Linked DNA regions of Anas platyrhynchos: region 2 is linked to region 1. A link is a contact called in public Hi-C data. All regions are on one chromosome and are shown on one strand. Each heading gives the region's core, a stretch centred on a gene start, on an enhancer-like site or on the middle of the called end of the contact. The rest is flanking DNA. Distances are from core to core; before and after follow the strand shown. Region 1 overlaps ARHGEF10 (Rho guanine nucleotide exchange factor 10). Region 2 overlaps ARHGEF10 (Rho guanine nucleotide exchange factor 10).

Region 1 (4,359 bases), core at 1,291-3,790:
AAGATAATATTTAGAAGTATTAGCTATTTTGTACCCCTGACCTTCAAAATACTGATGCTTCTTGTTAGAAAGATCAAAATGCTCCTTTTGAAGAAAGTAGTAATGCCAGACTTTCAGGATCTAGTGCCTAATTTTTTTTCTTGATCTGGTGATTTCACATTTGTGACTTCTACGTGGCTCCAAGAAGGCTGACACCTCTTTACATGTTTGTATAACACATGAAAGTATAACACATGAAATAAAATTGTAGTGAAGGTCTTTAATCATTTACAAGAAGTAAAGATTTTTTGTTTCTTTTTTTTTTGTCATGTCAGTAAACTGTCTATACAGAGCCTTTAAATATTGCACTAGCTATATCAAATACAGAGAGCTAGTCTGATAAACAAAACTTCCATGATTAAATAAATGGTAAAGTGTTCCTTGTATACAAATCCCTACCTGAAGGATATGTAAGTAAATATCTTCATTAATATTCACAGTACATATTATATTTGCAGATAAAATGCAAAAGTACCCTGTTACTCCATGTGAAAGCATACTTCGGTTTTCTGTGTGTTATAATTAAAAGTTATATCTTGGTCATTTTGCATGCAAATCTAAATTACAAATTTAAGATGATTATGTTTTGAATGTATTTGGGTTATATAGTTCTATTTCTTCATCTAAATTCAATGAATAGATGAAGACCACAGATGAAGAATAGAACTTCAAGCTTTCACAAAGCCTAACTTCTGATATTTTACTTAGAGGCCCTTTTTAATTTTATTACTTACCAGTACAAATAAAATCCATAAATTAGTACTTTCCACTGAGAAATTGGCTACTTAAAAATAATGGGAATTATTTATTTATTTTTGAATTTATGCTATTCTTCAAATGTTAATTTAAAAAAAAAATATGAATAGAGAAGTTTCTCTCCAGCTGTTAGGCAGTAGTTCAGATTTAGAGAGCATTATTACATTACTTTTTGACTCTTCTAACAACACTGCAGAATGCAAGGTAAGCACCTCTGACAGGTACATTTATATTCATCGCTTTCCTCAATCTCCACTCATTTTTTTTATTTTTTTTTAATCACATAACATAGCTTTGAGCACCCTGATCTAGTGGCAGGTGTCCCAACCCATGGCAGGGGGGTCAGATCTAGGTGATCTTTAAGGTCCCTTCCAATCCAAACCATTCTGTGATCATGCAATTGATTCAACGGAAGTTACCCATGAACAACATTTTCTGAAGCCAGAAACAGATCTTATGACTAGATTTCATGATATATCATAATGCATGTAAATGTTTTCTTGCAGACGGCCCTTTGTAAAAATAGTTTTACCCATGTAGTTGACCAAGGGAAGCCAGCAGAGGTAATCTTTTTGTATTTCAGCAAAGCTTTCAGTACTGTCTCTCACAGTATCCTTCTGGACAAAATGCTGAGCTTACAGCTAGACAAAAACATAATGTGATGGGTGAACAATTGGCTGACAGGTCAGGCTCAAAGAGTTGTAGTAAGTGGGGTTACACCAGGCTTGAAGCCAGTCGCTAGTGTGATCCTACAGGGTTCCATTTAAGGGTCAGTTCTCTTTAATGTTTTTCAAAAATGATCTGGACACAACAGCCAAATGCTCACAAAGTTTGCAGATGACACTAAATTAGGAGGAGCTCTGTCCTGCTCTGTTCTGTGTTGGTGTGGCCTCACCTTGAGTACTATGTGCAGTTTGGGGCACCACAGTATAGAAAGGACATAAAACTATTAGAGAGTGTCAAAAGTAGGGCAACAAAGATGGTGAAGAGTCTAGAGGGCAAGATGTACAAGGAGCAGCTGAGGTCCCTTGGTTTGTTCAGCCCAGAGCAGAGCAGGCTGAGGGGAGGCCTCATGGCACCTGCAGCTCCCTCACGAGGGGAGCGAAGAGGCAGGTGCTGAGCTCTGCTCCCTGGGGACAGCGACAGGACCCGAGGGAATGGCATGGGGCTGGGACAGGGGAGGGTCAGGATGGGGGTTAGGGAAAGGTTATTCACTGAGAGGGTGGTTGGGTACTGGGCAGGCTCCCTAGGGCAGCGGGCATGACACCAAACCTACCAGAGTTCAGCAAGTGTTTGGAGATCAGAGTTTGAATTTTGGGTGGTCCTGTGTGGAGTCAAGAGTTGGACTCAGTGATCCTTGTGGGCCCCTTACAACTTGGGATATTCTATACACTTTTGTTTATAGACTCATACATACACTGATCACATAATTGTTTGGGTGGAAATGGACCTTAAAGATCACCCAGTTCCAACCCCCCTGACATGGGCAGGAACACCTCCCACTAGATGAGGCTGCTCAAAGCCCCATCCTGACTGGCCTTGGCACTTCCATGGATGGGGCATCCACAACTTCTCCGGGCAACCTATGCCAGTGTCTCAGTACCCTCAGAGTAAAGAATTTCTTCGTAACATCCAACTTGAATCTCCCCTTTTAGTTTAAAGCCATTACCTCTTGTCCTAGCACTGCATGACAAAGAGTCTCTCTTCAGCTTTCTTGTAGCCCCCCCTTAGGTACTAGTAGGCTGCTATAAGGTCACCCTGGAGGCTTCTCTTCTCTAGACTCAACAACTCCAGTTCTCTCAGCCTTGACGGTAACGAATTGACTTAAAAACTTCTCAGGGACAGATCCAAGGCCACTGAAGTGAATTTTAGCAATTTGAACGGCTTGAAATATGAAGAAAACTGAAGCTGATGGTAAAAATTAATTTTCTCTGGTTTTCTGACCACAGAGGACAATTCTGTGAGTGCAACTGTAAACAACTTGCACAGGCATTTTTGTCACATTCCATTTTTACCAGCTAACTCATTATACTCCCACTTTGTCTGCCCTGCAGTTGGTACAGCTGTCTGTTGAAACAGACACATTTAAAGGAAAACTGTAATATTGTCAACACCACAAGAAGCATATAAAAAGAACTATTCTTCTCATTCAAAGGGCCTTCTGAGATGGAGCAGGAACATACCCAAACCTGTATATTCTTTTACAAAGCACAAAGTTTTTGTATAGAAGATAATTTTGACATCTGTTTCAATTACACATCTATCTGAAATCCAAGAGCCGTCCTTTTTCCTCAAGTTCTTTTTTTTACACATTACAGGAAATACAGATATGCGAGGACAAAAATGTCTCATTCCCTTTGTTATTAAAAGAATCGAACTCCATTTTACTTTTTCACTTTTCATAAATACATTAGTCTCTAACTTCTATTCAGTCTTTTTTTTTTCCCCCCTCAGGCAGTCTTCTCCTAACTCTATGGCAACATCAGAGCTTCAGAACACACTGGATGCCACAGCGAGTCTGTCCTGCAGTGGAGGCTGACATAGCTAACTATTGTTTCAACAGCACGGGGCATAGCTGAAATGTTTCTTTTGAGGGGTTGCCCACTTGTACCATACAGCTGTGCCAAGAACTGAACCACATTAGTTCAAGGTTAATGAGAGATGCATAATGGGTATCATTGTCCACAAGGTGAAAGAAATTGTTTTTACTTCTTTAAAGAAGATACAGTAGTTGGGCAACACACACTCAGGTATAGGGATTTTCATTTGTTTAGTTTATTCAGCTAAATATTTTGGTTTATTCTACTTATACATTGTTAAAACTAGAGCAGCTCATAAATAGTTAGCCAAGTTTTAAAAACAAGACGAAACAGAACAGGATGGAATGCCATTCAATTCTCGACTTTATTCCGTTACATTCTCTGGCTTTTTTGTTGTTGTTTTTAAACGGACTGCCTTTGCAGAGCTTAAGGTTCTACATGCACAGAGAACTCCGTAGGATGAAGGCTGATACTAAACAGCAATGCAAATCCCAGATCAAGGGTCAAGGCTGAAGACAAGTTTCTTCTTCACAGAAAGAGTATCAGAAAATAAAATTAATACATAACAACAATTGATGCATTTCTCACACATCCTTTGCCAAGTAGCTTGAGGCATCGTGCCAGTGTGGGGCACTGTGCCGATGAAAGTGATTTCCTGAAACACTACAACTACTACAATAATGTATCATTAAAACAAGTGAATTGAAAGTCTTATCCAAGCGTGTTAAAAAAAAAAAAAAAGCAGGAAAAGTGTGTAACACCCATAATCAATACATTGGATGCCAAATCTGCTCATTGGGTAACAATTTTTAAAAAAAAGTTTAAATCAGAGTCTTAAAAAAGCAGGGAGGTGTGCAATGAGATTGTGTTCAGAGAATAATGTACTTTGCACTTAGCAAATGCACAGGCAGTTAAATTAAATGCTTATGAATCTGGGAGTGCCTTACAAGGAAGGTGTTTATGAAATGATCTTGAATATGCTCTTGGGCTTGCGTAAGTAAGGTCTTCAAAACTTGTCAGGTAC
Region 2 (4,359 bases), core at 725-3,224, 44 kb after region 1:
TGAGGGAGGTGAGGCACTGGAACAGGTTGCCCAGAGAACCTGTGGATACCCCATCCCTGGAGGTGTTCAAGGCCTGGTTAGATGGGGCCCTGGGCAACCTGATCTAGTGGGTGGCATCCCTGCCCACGGCAGGGGGGTTGGAACTAGGTGATCGTTAAGGTCCCTTCCAACCCAAGCCATTCTGTGATTGTGGTATCTTTTAAAATCAATATGCATCTTGACATCCAAACACGAGCGCATAGGACAATGCTATGGCTCCACTTTTTCCTAGTTCTTTTTGCTTGTACTGTCTTTTAGGACAGTACTTGAAACAGTGCTAAAAAGCAGTAACTGCTGCATTCAAGAAAGCCTGGATGACGGGACCTTGAAATGACTACCAGGAGGAGGAAGGGCAATGCAACCTCTCAAATGCTGACAAGCCAACGTTTCTGCGAAGTCCAAAGCCCAGGATGTTCTTTACAGGAGACTTTTTGCAATTGCTGTGGTTTCTAAGAGGAATCTACATGTGAGCTGCTGCTAACAGAAGTGTACATCACAACAGGCATTTCAGAGGAAACAGCACGCTGAGGAAGCTTACTTGAAATAGAAATAGAATTCACTGGCTCCTTTTCCTTTGTTTCTTTCATTCTGTTATTCACACATTCAAGCATATGTAACAAACATCTACTATCAAGCACAAAAGAGATATGAAAGGAAACAGGAATGTTTCCTTCACAGAAAGCATGGCTGAAGTAAGCAAAATAAAAGCTTTGGAGAAATCAGCCTGGAGTGTTTAGTGAGAACAGTATCTGGACACCAACATTCAGCTAGTCAGCTAATTATTCACCACACAGTCACACTTCTGTTTCAAAGGAGAGACAAGAATAAACAGAAAAAACAAGTACCACAACTTAAGCAAATATTTATGAACTCTAGATCTAGTTAAAAAGAAAGAAAACACGAGAGGGCAGGACACAGCTGTTCAGTCGCTAGGGATAGCATCCACCCTGTCCAACTCCTGCTACTTAAAAGTTAGGTCTCCAGTTTAAGCCGGACATCTAGGCTACACGTGAAGAAGGACCTTCTGGGGGTCACGGACTGCAGAAATGCATCTTTTGTCAGCTACAGAATATTGTTCTGGAACCAAAGCCTGCCAGGCTCCTGGGATGTCGGACTATTTCTGTAAAGACTGATAAAAGGTGGTTAAGAAAATTGAGCTGACATGTGCTGTTCTGCTACCTGTACATGTAAATTCTCTGAAGAAGTTTACACCTCCAGCGGTCAATAGGTAGGCGTGCACAAAGCTGAGTTTGAAAACCACTGCTATAACAGAATGCTTAACTTCTACACAGCTAAAACAGCTCATTTGGACCAAAAATTCTGGACTGTATACTAGTATAATCAATGAAATTTAGCATATTATTTCCTTCATTCCCTAACTATATTTTGCTTGACAAAATAGTTTCTTCTGCAGTGAAAAAAACAGTTAATGTCAGGAACAACAGCGCTGTTAGTTATAACTGGAACTGTTGACTTAACAAGGAAGCCAGAGACTTGGCAAAATCATGAACTTTTCAGACGCAAAGTGAAAACAGAGTGCACACTGCCACTTCAGGACCAACTACAAAAAATCCAAGACAATGATGTCATGGAAAAAAATGACAAAATGAAAAAATGACAAAAAGTGGTCAAAAGCTACTAAAGAACTGAATAAATTGTAAAGGAAAAGAATTCCCGGGACAATTGGATATAAGCTTTTGCCATGTAATAACTGCTCTTCAGAAAATGTACTTCTTGCTCACTAATGTGAGACCAAGCATTCACACTACTACTACTACTGCAAAAATGTGCGCTGCATTCAGACTTCACCAACGAACTAATGTAACAACTCATATTATGCTTAAGAAAAGCTGGTTTTGGAAGATTTTAACAGTCTACATTTTCTCTGTCAGAATGTACCAACACACAAAGCAATTCATGATACAAGCAACATTGGAATGTGAATGTGACCTTGGCATACACAGTGCTATAGTAACAGTAATAGCTACAGCCAACTAAAACAGAAGGCATGTTAAAAAAAATGCTTTCTTCAAAGCACCTCAACTTTAATCCTTCAACATTTGGTCTCAGAGATAAAAACCCTTCCCCAGCTGGAATTTCATTAGCGTGTTCCTTTTTTTTTTTTTTTCTCTAGCTACACGCATTAGCTTTGGTTTTGTTTTAACTTCCAAATCGTGTCAGGTTACAGATGTGTGACAGCACGAATTTAAGGAAGAAGAGAAAAAAAAACTACCATGGTATATCTGCACTCCACTCTACCCTAATGAACACTGATGATTCTACAGCACATTTCTAACTGAAGTTTCCAACTGAGATATATATATATATATACACACACACGCACACACACGTGCTCACACACACAAATTTATTCTGGAACTTCAAAATATCAGCAGGCAATTTAGAAGAGTGTATAAAAGCCAGCTGTCCGTTCATTATGACAACTGATAGAGATCATTAGACATAGTAAAAACAACAACAACAAAAACTCTTTTCACTGTCATCATTTCCAGCTTAAACTTGAATGATAATGTAAAAAATATTAGTCAAGTCTTACCGTATGTTTACCGTTGCACACATCAGCACATCATTTAACATGAAAAGTCGCCGTTCTTTGGTTTTGATAATTTCTCCTTTGTCATTGTAAACTGTTTCAACCATATCATCAGTCCGCACAAGGTATCTGTTTCCACTGCTAAGTAGCTAGATTTTAAAAACAATCAACATCGTCTATTATACACTGTTCATCTAACATCCAGAACAACAACAACAAAAATGCAATATTGCCATATGACTACAAGCTCACAAGTGAATTTGCCAAATGAATTAAATGTCTTTACTGATTTGCTTTTCATTTCCTGCAGCAGTAACATAACCCCAGGATATGTCCTGCAGGGCTTTTAATTCTTCATATGGAACATGTAATTGCACTGAAAGTCTTCCATATTGATAAAGATCCTCTAGTGAAAAAAAAAGTCATAGCTTCCACAGTTTCTACTACTTCCTTCCTTCACCTCTTCTTTCATAGTCCGTTTAAACATTACACATGGTTCCAGCCATCCCAAAGGGGCAAGTCAGAGTGGGTGGAAGAAGAATGCTTTCAGCTTCTCTGTCTACATTGGCTTACAAAACCAGCAAAGGAGTGCAGCTGGCATATTTCCACAGACTGCCAAGAACTTGACATGCTCAAAAGGTGCAGGACATGTAAACTGTTCCTGCAATTTTCCTTCAAGTGCTGAGGCTCAGCCTTGCGTGCAAGCATGAACCAATTCCTTACAGGTCAAATACATCTCCATAGTGGCAGAGAAAACAAAACGGTCTGCAACGCACCCATTTCCTATCTATCCATTTCCTTCACCACCTGTTTCACCTTGCCTGGCATTGTATAATGGCATTGTCTAAATCTGTATAAGCAAATATTAAGTCACAAGTTGCACAAGGCGCTAAATGATTTGAAGTGACTACGCAGCTAGATCTCAAGTCTCCTGGTACAGAACAGGAGACTTTACAGTTGCTATCAACTGATAAAAAGAAATCTCGACCACCTGCTAAAGGGTACACTCTGTGTCTTTAACTCTTTCAGTCACTTGTAGATAATCATTAGTAGCTAATTCAAAAAGCAGGATTATGAGAACTAGAAAAAGTAAATTACCTGAACCCATTCTTTAATGCACTTAGAATGGAAATAACATGCCAGGATGACAATAAATTCAGTATTTCTTTTTTCATAAATAGCTTAATAGAAGTATGTTCTTGTTGACTACTTTCTGTTCTTAAAACTACCAGGGTTTTTATGAATCACAGACAAAAGCACTCCTTGCACTCCTTTAGCATGCCTCCATTACTCCATGCCAGAATAAGTACAATTATCTATAACTTCATGAAAGCAATAATTGAAGCACTGGGAAAAACAGAAGCATTTATGATGCAAATAAGCATACATATATCTACAATACAGATAGCTACTAACAAACTCAAAGAAAATTGTTCCTTCCCCATAACTGAATGTCTTCCGCAGTTCTTCAAAGACATTTCTATTGTAAGATCTAAATATATGAATGAAACAGACTGGGGTGTTCTTCAAAATAGGAAAGATATTGGACATGTTCAATAGCACACTCTCAACCACTCTGCAGTTGGAAGCACTGTGGTTGAAGCAACTGGTTCCTTCCTTTACACAGGAGTAATTCCTTGGTTCTAAGATAAATTTAAGGTGAAGTTTCTCATGCAGAAGATTTGCTTGAAAACTTGATACAGAAAAAGAAAACATTATTTTCTACACTGCCACAAAATACAAGCACTGCTGCTGCTATTTCAGCA

Evidence for each region. Hi-C and Micro-C count contacts between places; a contact is called where the count stands out from the background.
Region 2: a Hi-C map of F5 follicle shows a contact between it and region 1, with 2.1 times the contacts expected there. The contact joins two enhancer-like sites. A contact is called at or near these places in 2 of 8 Hi-C or Micro-C datasets (F5 follicle and small yellow follicle).

The regions. Positions count from the first base shown.
Region 1 is chr3:99,163,586-99,167,944 of IASCAAS_PekinDuck_T2T, forward strand. The region is part of intron 25 of ARHGEF10 (Rho guanine nucleotide exchange factor 10); the gene reads right to left. Among named protein-coding and RNA genes, the nearest start is that of KBTBD11, 19 kb to the left of the region's middle. Within about 2 kb of position 2,541, at least 4 of the 8 cell types and tissues checked have an H3K27ac peak or open chromatin away from gene starts, as enhancers often do. A contact at or near this core is called in F5 follicle, where this site is marked.
Region 2 is chr3:99,208,622-99,212,980 of IASCAAS_PekinDuck_T2T, forward strand. ARHGEF10 (Rho guanine nucleotide exchange factor 10) reads right to left here. Exons shown (of 28, transcript XM_072036375.1): 16 at 2,597-2,742. Among named protein-coding and RNA genes, the nearest start is that of ARHGEF10, 56 kb to the right of the region's middle. Within about 2 kb of position 1,975, at least 3 of the 8 cell types and tissues checked have an H3K27ac peak or open chromatin away from gene starts, as enhancers often do. A contact at or near this core is called in F5 follicle, where this site is marked.